Linked DNA regions of Hordeum vulgare: region 2 is linked to region 1. Evidence: chromatin contacts called from public Hi-C data. All regions are on one chromosome and are shown on one strand. Each heading gives the region's core, a stretch centred on a gene start, on an enhancer-like site or on the middle of the called end of the contact. The rest is flanking DNA. Distances are from core to core; before and after follow the strand shown.

Evidence for each region. A called contact is a pair of places that touch in the nucleus more often than the background predicts.
Region 2: a Hi-C map of seedling shows a contact between it and region 1, with 6 times the contacts expected there. The contact joins the promoter of LOC123426519 here to the promoter of LOC123426517 in region 1. A contact is called at or near these places in 4 of 6 Hi-C or Micro-C datasets (leaf and seedling).

Annotation. Positions count from the first base shown.
Region 1 is chr2H:427,765,990-427,773,335 of MorexV3_pseudomolecules_assembly, forward strand. It overlaps LOC123426517 (small ribosomal subunit biogenesis GTPase RsgA 1, mitochondrial-like), which reads right to left and starts at 4,701. Exons shown (of 6, transcript XR_006622241.1): 1 at 4,042-4,701.
Region 2 is chr2H:428,048,661-428,056,006 of MorexV3_pseudomolecules_assembly, forward strand. LOC123426519 (exocyst complex component EXO70B1-like) reads left to right here and starts at 3,238. Exons shown (of 1, transcript XM_045110359.1): 1 at 3,238-5,925. The coding sequence starts at 3,555. The coding sequence ends at 5,618.

The DNA.
Region 1 (7,346 bases), core at 3,451-5,950:
CCAAGCTGCTTTCCATCCAATCAATCTCTTCTATCCATGCCAAATCTGTGAGAGAGTGATTGAGTGTTGAGGAGACTATATTTTGAAGCACAAGAGCAAGGAGTTCATCGTGCTACCGCACCTATTACCTTTTTGAGGGTGGTGCCTCCTAGATTGGTTAGGTGCCGCTTGGAGCCTTCTACTTCGTGTTGGGGTGTTGAACCAAGAAGTTTGTAAGGGCAAGGAGATCGCCTACTTCGTGAAGATCTACCCCGAGTGAGGCTAGTCCTTCGTGGACGTAAGCCATGATGGAATAGACAAGGCTGCTTCTCCGTGGACCCTTCGTGGGTTGAACCCTCCGTGGGTTGAAGTCTCCATCAACGTGGATGTACGATAGCACCACCTATCAGAACCACGCCAAAAATCGTCGTGTCAACCTTTGCGTTTGATCTTCCTATCCCTACCCTCTACTTACATGTGCATGTCATTACTTTCCGCTGCTATGCTCTTAAACTTGCATGTGTAGGGTGTGCCTGACTTACAACAATTGCTAAAACTTGCCCACAACTAAAATTGGGAAAAGGTTAAGTTTTTTATTTGATCAAGTAGTCTAATCACCCCTCCCCTCTAGACATACTTCGGATCCTACATTCTCTCCACCATGCCTCCCCTGCCGGCCGTGGGAGCCGACGGTTCACTGGTCGCGACTTGCAGCTCCATGGATTGCGACCTAAAGTTGGTAGTGGACGAGCTTGCACCCCTAGTGCGCCTACGTCATTACCCTCTGCTATCCATTACATCACCCTACCTAAGAGCCACTTCTTATGTCTAGAATCGATATCAAATCTTTCTTTGCATTTTTTCTAAGATATTTTGATACTTCCATGGATGAAATCTAACTTCTTTTGATGCACAATTTGTTTCCATTCTATAAGGCCATCTCCCACAAGGGAGGTACTTCGGATGCCAATCCAGGAAATTGACGCCTTGATGATTGTAAGGGTTTGTCATCAAATTTTGTTTAGCAAATAAGGAAAAGCTTAATTTGGAAGGTAATCAACAACAATCACTTCTTCAATAAGAATATCCACAAAAAATAGAAATAACAATCATGGAGAAACAGATTAATTCTGCTTTTGTATTGCTAGCTACACCAATTAGTTCTGATGTTGTACAATCAAATTGCCAAGTTTTGATAAGTGATATTGGTAAAGACTCTTCTATACAACAATTGTTGACTTCAAATTTGGAGACATTCTTTGAGCTTTGGACCCCATGCTGGTAATGACCCCTCACATCATATGCCATGGAAAGGTAATGTATACTTGGCCATATGTTATAGTTCAAATTCATGTAAGACTCATGATCTCATATTTTGAATGTAGAAATTCAAATGAAAGGAAGGTTCATGACCTGATGTTCTGACCATAGTGTCCTTTTCTGTACAAAGAGTTCATCAATCGATGCCCGGTAGCTTTACTATGCATGGTCTAAGGGAGCAGATAATGTCCTACTGATTGTTGTCGTGTTACCTAATTTCCATATCAAGTGAATGTTGCAAATATGAGAAATACTTGGCATATCAGTTTTAGTTTAGGTTAGTGAATTGTTTTTTGTATTATGTTGTGTATATTCAAAGCCTTCACCTCTCCTTACTTTCTATACTGAGTAATTCTATTTGCTTCTGCAGAATAAATCAAATGTGTCTTCAGTATGCTAAGTATGGTGGAATTTACATGTTCACTGTGTTGTTTAAGGTGCATTATGAAAGGGAATGAACGATAGATAGCATTCAACTTATGGCATCTATGATACTTTCAGGCGTTTGAGACCATGAGCGGAGTGGAGAAGTGGAAGGAAGCAATACTGATGATAATATACAGTGACAACTATCAAGCTAGATTCATGTACTCAAACAAGATGCTTGGTTATTTTCACTATATGAAGTGTATAACCTTTTACTCCAACGTTTGTTTCATTATACTCCTCTGCTCATCTTTCTATGTATGCCACCAGATTCTATAATCAAATCGACAATTTGTACTTTTTTCGGCAGTCTGTAATCTTCTCACGCTACTTAGTAAAACTGCAAGAGAAAGTAAACACGAGCAACCAACAAATTTAGCCAGCAACGGGCTCATACTCAGGTGCGGTGTGCTGCCGTGCCTTCCGTCTGCTAGTTTGTTTGCAGCCACACATTTAAGCGTGCCTGGACGTTTGGTGGTCCAACTCCAGAAACAAACTCCCTAAGGCCAAGAGGAAGGGATTCAGTTCATGGATTTCGAATCGCTCGACTAGTCGCGACTAGTCATCGACTAGTCGATGAGTTGCAAGAAGGAGGTCGACTCGAAAAGCGAGTCGTGACTAGTTGCAACTACAATCTCGACTCTTTCCGAGTCGCTACCCCTGAGTGCTCGCATGAGTCGCGACTCAAAAACCTTGATTCAGTTTCAAAAGGAAAAAAAGGAAGGGATTGACAGTCTTGTTGTACTCCTCTGCTAGACAACAACAACAACAACAAAGCCTTTAGTCCCAAACAAGTTCGGTAGGCTAGAGGTGAAACCCATAAGATCTCGCGACTAACTCAAACTTCCACACAACCCTGTCCATGGCTAGTTCTTTGGTGATACTCCAGCCCTTCAGATCTCTCTGGACTCCTCCCATGTCAAGTTCGGTCTACCCCGGCCTCTTTTAAAACTATCAGCACGCTTTAGTCGTCCGCTATGCACTGGAGCTTCTGGAGGCCTGCGCTAAATATGCCCAAACCATCTTAGACGGTGTTGGACAAGCTTCTCTTCAATTGGTGCTACCCCAACTCTATCTTGTATTTCATCATTCCGGAATCGGTCCTACCTTGTGTGGCCACACATCCATCTCAACATGTGCATCTCCGCCACACCTAACTGCTGCACATGTTGCCTTTTAATCGACCAACACTCAGCGCCATACAACATTGCGGGTCGAACCGCCGCCCTATAGAACTTGTCTCTTAGCTTTTGTGGCACTCTCTTATCACAGAGAATGCCAGAAGCTTGGCGCCATTTCATCCATCTGGCTTTGATTCGATGGTTCACATCTTCATCGATATCCCCATCCTTCTGCGACATTGACCCCAAATATCGAAAAGTATCCTTCTGAGGCACCACCTGCCTATCAAGGCTAACCTCCTCCTTCCCGTGCCTAGTAGTACTGAAACCACCGCACCTCATGTACTCAGCTTTAGTTCTACTAAGTCTAACACCTTTAGATTCCAAGGTTTGTCTCCATGGCTCTAACTTCCTATTGAACCCGGCCAACTATCATCGACTAGCACCACATGATCCGCAAAGAGCATATACCATGGGATATCTCCTTGTATATCCCTTGTGACCTCATCCATCACCAAGGCAAAAAGATAAGGGCTCAAAGTTGACCCCTGGTGCAGTCCTATTTTAATCAGAAAGTCATCAATGTCGCCATCACTTGTTTGAACACTTGTCACAACATTATTGTACATGTCCTTGATGAGGGTATGTACTTTGATGGGACTTTGTGTTTCTCCAAGACCCGCCACATGACATCCTGCGGTATCATAGTCCTTCTCCAAGTCAATGAACACCATATGCAGGTCCTTCTTTTGCTCCCTGTATCTCTCCTTAAGTTGTCATACCAAGAAAATGTCTTCCATGGTCGACCTACCAGGCATGAAACCAAACTGATTTTTTGTCATGATTGTCAACTTCATTTTATAAAGTGCAAGTATGCACCAAATTGCAATGAAGGTTGTCTCTGTAAAGGTGAGTTTGCGTCAAATGAGCCATTGATCGATTCAATTAAGCGGCCACTATGTGAAACTTAACTATGCATCAAACTCCCCCACAATAATCATTACTTGTGTTATGCTGCTTCACTATTAGATACTCTAAAGTCCAATTACCCCGTAGTATAAACGACTTCCTTACCAACAGAATTTCTACTACTCTTTACCATTCTAGATGAAAGTGATTATGTTATGGTAGGATTGAAATAAAAAAAATGTGTCGTCGGTAACCTAATGACCCAATTCTGGCTACGACAGTATACCTGGTCGTCCACGAGCTCGACCTTGTTGAAGGCAAGCACGAAGGGTATCCCTGTGGACTCGGCCTCGACGAGGAACCTGGTGAGCGTGGCCGGCTCAGGCTCCGGCTGGTCCAGCGAGAAGAGCACAACAAGACGGTCGACGTTGGCGACCGGCGGATCGGCCATCTCGCTCCGGCGCTCAAAGACGTCCTCGATCATCCCGCGGCGGTCGGTCCAGTCGACGGCCCCGACGAGCACCCTGTCCCCGACGAGCACGCGGCGGCGGATCTTCTTGAGCAGCGCGCGGACGACGCAGAGAAGGTCTGTCCCTTGGTGTTGCTCTAGCCCCGGGGCGGTGGAGCTGACGATGACGCGCATGAAATTGGCCTGGGAAGCCGCGACGAGGCCCGTGGCCTGGTTCGGGAGGAGCGCATCGGGGGGCGGCGGGGGGAGGGAAGCGGCCGCCGCCGCGGGGAGGATGCGCGGGTGGCGGGAGGCGCGGTGAAGGAGTCGGAGGCTGTGGGGAAGTGGGAGCGGGAGGCGGAGGTGGGGCAGCGTCGCCGTGGAGGGGGGTGGAAGGAGCGGCATTTCGGTGGAGCGAAACTGGATAGCGGAATGCACACGACGGTAGAAGCTAGCCGTGCGGCGCCGTGCACACACGGAGGGCATTCCCAAGCCTATCCTCTGGGAAATACCTATTTAGCGCTACAGCCGCTGGTTAAAGGCAAATATATATATATATACATATATATATATATATATATATATACATATATATATATATAATATAATAAAGCAAATAGGGTTTTTGTCGTCCGTCGCGGCATTTTTGCGAAAAGGTCCCTGTCGTTTCAGGTAATTAACCCGCAGTCCAGTAAATAAGTGAAAAACGATTCGTCTCTTTTCTTTTTTTCTTCTCCATCCCAAGCTCTCTCACCCCCTTCCATGGCAGCCGCCGCCACCTCCCCTCCAGCACACGCCTCCTTCTTCCTCTGTTCCTCTACTCCTCTCCTCAGGTCGCCGTCTTGGGGTGGACGCATGCCCGCTCCTGATCTAGGCCCGCTCCTTCTTGCTTTGTTTCTCATTCAGGTCGTCATCCTCGAGTGGATCCAACCCATGCCAGATGAAGAGGAGGATGGCGTAGGGAAGGAACGGCACTGGTGGTGGTCTTATGGCAGTGGTGACTGGTGGAGGGAAGAAAATAGTAGGGCGACCGTTGCCTTCTCTGGATCCCGCTTTCTCCCCCGTGCCATTGCATCGCCAGGAGGACTCCGACGGTGACGATTCCAGCCAAGCAGCAACGAAAGATGAACACGAAGGAGACGCACAAGCAAGAGACCAACATGCAAGTGGCAAGTCTGCTCTATGCCTTACAAGTCATGCCTGCATTAGCTTTCCCTGAAGGTAGTATCGTTAGCTTCTACCGTACCTTGGATCGGTGAAAGTCTCAGTGCTCACAACGTGTTCGACGAAATAATGGTGATGTTGTGTTTCTGAGGTCACTCACCAAAAGGGCTGCTACTACCGTCGTTTCTGTGACATCATCTTGGCGTCACCGTCCCTCCATCATCAAAAGCGCGGCAAGGCGGTTGTGCTTCTTCGTCGAATTCGACATCGAGGTTGGACGAGTCAGCGGCGACTCAGGACAACGAGGCCAAAGCTATCAGCGCCCTGATCAATGCCACGAAGCTCAAGTGGGAGGGGTAGTGTCGCTCCTCCAATCGCCGCGGAGCACCGCACAACAGGAGGGTGCCGATGGCTGGGTACGGGTGTCGTCGTTGCTGTGTCCTGGGCCACTTCTTCTAGCACTGCTACACAAACATCGATCCCAGATTCAACTTTGGAAGGGCTCCAGCCTTTGCCCCTGCATCATAAGTGGCCGAGAGTAATGAAGATAACATCCCAATGCATCAGGGCTCATATCTTCACCATCCCCAATTGCGTGTGTGGTGCTAAGACGAGCGCTGACGGACTGATCCAAACCCGATGTTGCGCAGCACCATTTCTAATTCTCCATCATCCTCGTCGCCAGAGCAAGCAGCGCTCCGATCGTAATAAAGAACCGTGTGAACAACTGAGCTTCAAGAACATTTCATTTAGATATGGTAGTTGCCAAAGTAGCAGTGTGAGCTTTTTTTTCAAGAACAAGCAACAAATAGTTGTCTGTCGTTTTCATTAAGAGAATAGAGTGATAATTACAAGGTCTAGGATAGCAAGACAAATGCATGCTACCCTAGAGAGAGCCCTGGCATCGTGCCCCGCCACACAGTACACAACTGAGATCTCAACCGAGCTATTAAAGTTATTTTTACATGTAACTCATGAAATATAATTTCAGAAGTCATGAGGAACAGAGTATATGCTTACACAATGCCGGCGCCTGAGGGGCAACTGCCTTGAAAAAGGACATTCCAGTCATGGCTAATCCATTTGTTGCTCCTCTTTGGTTCTGGGGCTGTTAGTACATTACATGCTCATCACTCAGTTGAGATCTACTATGAAACGCATTGGCATTGAGATGGGCTTATGGGTTACATACCACGACATTGTTTTGAAGGATGAAAGTGCCTGTGATGATGGTAACCTGATAAAATAGTCATGGAGAACACATATAATTAACTTTTTTTTTAAAACTTTAGTGCAATAGGCAGGTAGTATCAAAGATCCAGTTTATCCAAAAAAGAGGAAACTATAACTCCTAAGTGGTGGCAAAACACTAATGCTGATTTTAAAAAGTAGCATAGTTGTCATCCATGATTTACGTACTAGATCAATATTCAAACTTTAGGTAACAAGGATTCTAAAATGGGATAAAAAAATACTCACACCAAGATTATTTTTTATTACTGATGCAATATTCAGTACGATCGATAATCCAGGTCCTGACAGGTACGTCATGTAGGGGTAGGCAAAGAGAATAAGTACTCCCTCCCTCCCATGATGTAAGACGTTGTTTGGCTTGCAAAAACGTCTTGCATTATGGGACGGAGTTACTAAAGACTGCAAACAATGAAAGTGGGTTAAGGACATAATTGGCAGAGTTTATTCAGCTTCTCGGGTATGTTGGCTATGGCTAACAATTGTTTTTTAGTCTACAAATCCCAACCAGCTTAAGTTAATCAACATACGATATGTGCTTCACAAAGGGAACCAACATCAAAGGTCTAGAATACTGCATGCGTGCATACAAAATCTGGCACCTACTTTGAGCTGTTGGAATATTTGGACACACAGGATTAGGGGTATTCAAACTTGGGTTTTCCAAATTTTGTTGATCCATGAGTTATACGAGCAAAAACATAAGGTACAAATGAGGGTTCATTTTT
Region 2 (7,346 bases), core at 1,988-4,487, 280 kb after region 1:
CATGACAACGTTTTCGGTTCCGACAACTCATTGAGATGTTGGTGCAAAAGAAACATGGGATGCGCGCAATGTGCAAGAGCGACGGGGAGTGATCCCTATTACTGGGTGTCCCACGTGGCATGTCAATTAAGGAATGTGCAAGAGAAAACATCTGACAGGGTACGTGCAACTAACTCAACATCTATAGAACATACATCGTCACATCTCAGCAACAATTCATTCATGCATGGGCGGTCAACTCGATGTTATACCTTCAAAGCGTGCATTTGGGGTGGATCATGTTCGTCAAGGGAAGTAGTTGTACACGTGTCGTCATGGAGGTAGTGGTACTCGACGATCTTGTCGATTCCACGACGACGGCAGTCGTACACGGTTAGAGAGGAACTTTGACGATTCCGGGGTCTTTGATAATAGGTCTGGCACTTCCAGGCTCGGGGCTTGGCGATAGGGGATTTGACCTGAACCAAATGAAATGACACAAAAGCCTTCGGGTGTCGGTATTCAACAGGGCAAAAGATCCGGCTGCATATGAAGGCCGTGGGTTTCGCGGATGGGGTGCTCGCGGCAGCAATAAGGCACAGCGAAGGGGCTCCCTAAGACCACGGAGTTAGCTAGCAGCAGTCTTCTTGGGGTTGAGATTGGGAAAGAGCTCACGCAGCCATGGTGTTCCTGCGAACAACAGGAAGAGAGATGGCCGACGGGGTCGGCTCTACAGAGGGTGGAGGCCGAGCAAGGCGAGAAAGCAACAACTCTTAGAGCCAGGGGCGAGGCCATGGACAACGCTCGGGAGGCGGAGTTGCAACAAAGCAAGGGCACGCCCATGGCAACGAGTTAGCTTGCAGCGGAGGTAGGAGCTCAAACTGGTCATGGTCGAGGCGGCTTGCGCGAAAGCATGTCGGGACGGGCAACGCGTGGGTGAAGCGCAGGGAGGAGCGGGTGTTGGGTGCCAACGACGGCTGGGAGGTCAAGGCCAGCGGGAGGAGCACGGGGACTCATGCGACACCACTTATCAGCAAGAGCAGCGACGGGGGCCCGACGCCATGGGGCGAAGGCGCGGCGAGGTGAGCAATGGTAAGGGTGGGCAGAGCGCTGGGGTGTCAGAGCACAACGTGGCAAGGTGCGGTCACAACAGCGGTGCTCGCCGACGCGGCTAGAAGCGACGAGGGGATCGGGCGCCACTGGTCACGTTTTGAGAGGGTGCGAGTGTGTGGGGATCGTAGGGAGGAGGCAGAGAGGGTCGGGAGTGGCGCTGCTCTCCCTGGCGCGCTTCTAGGAGGAAGGAAGGGAGATGGGATTGAGGGAAGAGAGGAGTGAGGATCAGGCAGGGATCAAGGGAGAGGCTAGGGTTTCGATAGGTGGGGGCGGATGGGCCTTTGGCCCACTTTGCTATAGTGTGGGATCCCTCTCTCTCACCACTTTCCATTAGCAGGAAAAAAAGAAAGAAAGAAAAGAGAGGAAAAAAAGTTAGAGAAGGAATTTAGGCATGGTGTTAATTTCGCGTGGACTTTTAATGTGAGTTTGACCAACGAAAAATAGAAGTGGGCATCGATGCATGGTTAGATTCAAACACATTTAAATTTAATTCAAATGGGTTTGAATAAGGATCAGGTGATCGGAAGGTCGAAAAATGTTGAAAAATTTGGTGGAGCTTAGAAAGGGATGAAACAACTTATGCGCAAGGTTTGAGGCCAAGATTTGAGTTAGAAAAGGCATATAATTTTTTTGCAAGTGTGTTGCGGATAATTCCAAGTCAATGGAATATATATTTTTTCTTCCTAAAATATTGGGAGGATATTTTATAAGTTATAAAGAGAAATCATCATATGAATTTCCCTCGATTTAAATGGATCAAAGATCAATACCATAAATTTATTTGAGTTGCAAAAGTTTAATGACATGATGACATAATGACATGATGAATGCTATAAATAAATAAATCATACGTCGACAACGAAATAAAGATGAAATCTTCTGAAACGTCTGTTCCGAGCTGTTACACAAAAGGTGAAATGTATCAATGACTTGTTATTATACATGAGATACTACTGTCAGTAGCATAGTTTGAGAAACTGTCGGCTTGTCACCACGGATGCGTGCATTTTGTTGTTGTTGCGAATAATCAGTTGTTAACATTATACAGATGACATTACATAGTGTCATCCCGGGCATAGATGAGATTTCTCGACGTTCCTTTTACTATACTACTCCCTCTGTCTCATAATATATTAGTTTTTTTAACACTGTTGTAGTGTCAAAACACTAGTATATCAAAAACGCTTTTATATTATATTACGAAAGTAGTGATAGTGATCTAAATGCTTTTATATTAGTTTACAGAGGAAGTACTATGTACTGTTGGCAAGTGCAAGATCTGAAACGAAATCCACTAACGAAAACCAGTCTCTGTAGCTAGAAGAAATGCTTGAGCGTGTAGCAGAGGTGTGACGCCAGCTCATCGAATAATTGAGTGATGCCGTATTCTTATCCAATGACACGAGCGTAGCCTTTTGGTTTGCAGTGCGTGAAGCGTCCCGCCGAAAGCCCGAGGGGTAATCATGGTAGGACAGGCAACCCATGACACGATCGTTACACACACACACACACACACGGATAAACCTGCTTGCTTCAAGCATTCATAGTGACAGTGAGTCGTACATATGCATACGATAGTTCCACAATGTTTGGAGAGACGTTTTTGAACATCCATGCTAAGCGATGCCATTTTACCCTGAGTGACGCGAATGTCATGTTTCCCAAGACTTATCCTAAGCTTTTTACAAGAAGATTTCAGGAAGCCGTACGTGTGTGATCAAAGTTTTCGATGGATATTTTTGTAGAGACTCTGCAGTTCCCTTGAGAGCATGGAAATGGTGATGACGACGGGGATCTAATACGAGGAGGAGAGCCGTCGAGATCTATGTACGCAACAAAAGATGACAGCGACCACTAAGAAGATATACTCCTACATAATCGTGCAGTGCATTGCAGTTCCAACGGGGGTTAGATTTCGACAGATGCGAGGCCAAGCCAAACCGATGTGTAATGGTGGTGAATTGCGCGGTTTCTTGTTAGGAGAGGAGAGAAGAAAAACATGTCATGATCAAGCTCAGATGCTACTTGTGGCAATAGTAAGAGCGAAAGATGAAACACGTGAGTGGTGCGATGCGAGGAAGAGAAAGAGGTGGGGATGGGGTCGTCAAGTTGGACTTTTAGATTCAGAGGTGGGAGATGCTACAAAGTACAAAGATGAGCTGCGCACCGTGAATCGCCAGCCAGCCAGCGTCGCCACCAAACGGCAAACGGGCCGGCAAAGTGGTGCCATTTGCTTCCCTCCTCCCGCGTCTCCTCTCCCTCTCCTCTATCCGTCCGCCCCTTCGCTGGCACCGGCACAGATATCTGTATCCCCTTTACTAGTACTTCCACTGGCAGGAGTAGGAGCGCTCTGTTTACCGCGGCCATCAGCCTCCTAGCCGTGACGTAACTGTATCAGCCTCCCGAGTATCGTGTCAGCAGGCCGCCGCCGGGCCGGATCAAACCCTAGCGGGCCGCCGGCGATGTCGGCGATGTCGGCGCCCCCGCCGCCGCCGGAGGAGGAGGAGGAGGAGGCCGTGCCCTTGGCGGGCGTCGGTGCCGTCGCCGTCGCTGGCAACGACAGGGTCCTCGCCGCGGCGCACCACATCGTCAAGTCGCTCGCCACCTCCAAGAACGCCGCCGACGACATGATCCGCATCCTCTCGGGCTTCGACTACCGCTTCTCCACCATCACCTCCGACCACTTCCCCTCGCCCTCGCCCTCGCCCTCCAACTCCCACTCCCACTCCGACCCCTCGGAGGCCCCCTCCCTGTCGGATTTCGACGACGCCGCGCAGCTCATCCACCTGTGGGACACCACCCCGGAGGCGCTCGTCTTCGAGGCCCCCGAGGACGACGCCGCGCACTATCTCGCGGCGGTCGACGTCGCCGTCGACCACCTCGCCGCCGGGGGGCCCGCCGCCGCCTCGGGCCGCGCGGGCGTCGCCGTGCAGCTCGCCATGGCGCGCCTCGAGGACGAGCTCCGCCACCTCATGCTCCGCCACGCCGTGCCGCTCGACGCCAGCGGCCTCTACTGCTCGCTCCGCCGCCTCTCGCTCGAGTCCATGGACGACCTCGACACCTCCTCCGAGTTCGATCCCGCCACCCCGCACAGCCAGGAGGGCGCGCCAGATACCGCCCGCAGCGCCAGTCTCGTGGGGAACCCCTTCGACGACCAGCTGTTCGACCTGGTGCGGCCTGACGCTGTTGATGAGCTGCGCGCCATTGCTGAGCGGATGGGGCGCGCTGGCTATGCAAGTGAGCTCGTGCAGGTTTACTGCGGCATCCGACGGGACCTGCTTGATGAATGCCTCACAGTTCTGGGCGTCGAGCGGCTCAGCATCGACGAGGTTCAGCGTGTGGAGTGGAAGCAGCTGAATGACAAGATGAAGAAATGGGTGCATGGCGTCAAGACTGTTGTCCGTTCCCTTCTGACAGGCGAGCGCCGGCTCTGCGATCAGGTGCTTGCAGTGTCCGATGAGCTGCGGGACGAGTGCTTTGTTGAATCCACCAAGGTTTGCATAATGCAGATTCTTAACTTTGGGGATGCTGTGGCTGTGTGCCCTCGTTCTCCTGAGAAGGTGTCCCGGATTCTTGATATGTATGAGGCACTTGCTGAGGTGATTCCTGAGCTCAAGGAACTGTACTATGGGACTCCTGGGGATGATGTGATCTGTGATTTGGAGGGGGTCCTTGGCAGGCTTGGGGATGCAGTCAAGGGTAACCTTCTTGAGTTTGGGAAAGTTCTACAGCAGGAGTCGTCAAGGAGGCCTATGATGGCTGGTGAGATCCACCCAATCACACGTTATGTGATGAACTACCTTCGGTTGTTGGTCGTTTACAGTGATACGCTTGACAAACTCTTGGATGAGGATGCTGCCAGAGATGTTGATCATAATGCTTCAAATGGAGGTGCTGATGATGACGAAGAGTATCTGCAGAGCTTGACGCCACTTGGACATCGTTTGGTGAAGCTGATGTCTTACTTGGAGGCCAATTTGGAGGAAAAATCTAAACTGTACGAGGACGTTGCACTCCAGTGTATATTTTCCATGAATAATACACTTTATATTGTCCAAAAGGTGAAAGATTCCGAGCTTGGGAGGATTTTAGGTGATCATTGGACACGGAGGCGCCGTGGAAAGATTCGGCAAAATTCCAAGAGCTACCTTAGGATATCGTGGACAAAGGTTTTGTCCTATCTCAAGGATGATGGTCATAGCAGCGGGAGTGGAAGCCTTGGGAATTCAAGCTCGAGGGTCAAAGAGAAATTTAAGAACTTCAACTTTGCCTTTGATGAGATTTACAGGAGTCAAACGCTTTGGAAGGTACCGGATCCTCAACTCCGCGAAGAGCTCAAGATATCTATATCGGAAAATGTGATTCCAGCATATCGTGCTTTTCTGGGTAGATATGGTAGTCTAGTGGATAATGGAAGAAATTCTGGTAAATACATAAAGTACACCCCAGAGGACTTGGAAAATCAACTGTCTGATCTTTTCGAAGGGTCACTAGGGTCTGCCAACCATTCCAGAAGAAGGTTATAGTTCCTATGACAGAATTTGGTTACAGGTATATCTTTGTTACAATGGGCAGTATACTGCTGAACTGCTGGTTACATGTATTGGATTGGTGCATGTTCCCTGGTTGGTATGGTGCTGTAATACCGCAGGAGTCCACAGGAGGATCCTTTGGTTCAGTCAGATTATGTGTAACAAGAAATAATGTACATGTATTGTTTTTCCAGTGTACTCATTTCTTTGCACATTGCAATGTCCAAAATCTAGATTTGGCACCATGTAGAGGCATGCTTCTTGGAATATATTGAACATGTTATATGTGTTTCAGTTGGAATAACTTGCAGAAGATGTGGGAAAAGGGCATGTTTAGGCCGCAAACTAGAAGTAACAGAGTTTGCCATTTGCATATGCTTAGAGAAAATTAATTTGAACAAACATATCTTATGAAATTCATGAAGCTACAGATTGCAAAACTGACCTTAGTACAAAATCCGACTGATCGTACTGTTGAAGGAAGTAAGTATCATTAATTGGATTCTTGCGCAAAAATCTAGATACTTCTATTTTTTATGCTCACATACAATTTATGTTGCCTTAGAATTAAGTCTTCTCTAGTAAGATACTTCTATGAACTAAACACATTTATTGTCAGTCTGAAACAACGGTTAGGGCAGTGCTACAAGGTAATAATGATCTTCAGGCAGTACTAATTTAGAGGTGTCATTCATACACCTTAATAATGATTCTTGTTACTTTACTAATGAAAATGTAGATTGTTGATATGTTATCGGCTATTTTCTTACTACTGTTAGGACTCTTCTCTTGGTTCATTGCTATATTCTTAATTCTACCGTTCTCTTCTGCTTCACGATTTATTGCTATTGTTGTATCGTTCATTTACTTAGTAAATTCTATTCAATATATAATGTGCATCTATCATTCTTTGGGTTTTGAACCTTTCCATGTCTATCATGGCAAGATGTATCTATGTTAGTAAACTGATTTAGTCTTCCATACCAATTATTTACCGTTGGTGTTATACTTTAGAAGGCTTTGCTTATGCTAACCTCAGCCAGATACAATTGACAGTTTACAAACTGGATCATCGTGGTGGCATTTTTTTGGTTTCTTTGTGATAATAAGAATAATAATAAGCACATTGATGGTAAATGGATTTCAAGAATTCAGAATCGAGGTTAAGATGTAGGAGTACTGCCCATATGGGAGCACACTAGGTTGAATTTTCAGCGCTTTCTCTATTTCTCGAAAATCATGAAAAGCACACTTAGTACTCACTTATCAACGTTCAAAATAATGAAAATAACAGTTACTACTCACTTCATTTCTGTATGGCCTGTATTTTTTTGCAATCTTCTTTTAAAATATACTCCCTCTGTCCCAAAATATAAGAGCGTTTTTTTACACCACACTGGTGTAAAAAACGCTCTTATATTATGGGACAGAGGGAGTAGGTTTCTATATGTAATTAATATTTTTTCTATCTTTTACCCCATTTTTTACACTATCTCTCATCGTCATTTCTGGTTAACATGGTGAATATTCTCGCTCGTATTAATGGGCTTTATTATCCTTGTGCAATACCATAATATGCCTTATAAAATGAAATGGAGGGGGTAGTTACTTATTATATGAAGTGAACTTAAATTGTAACTCATATTGGTGTAGCTTCTGGCTTATGGTGAAAGCAACAAGACATGTTTTTGCGAAAGAAAAATCAACAGATAGTTTGATAAT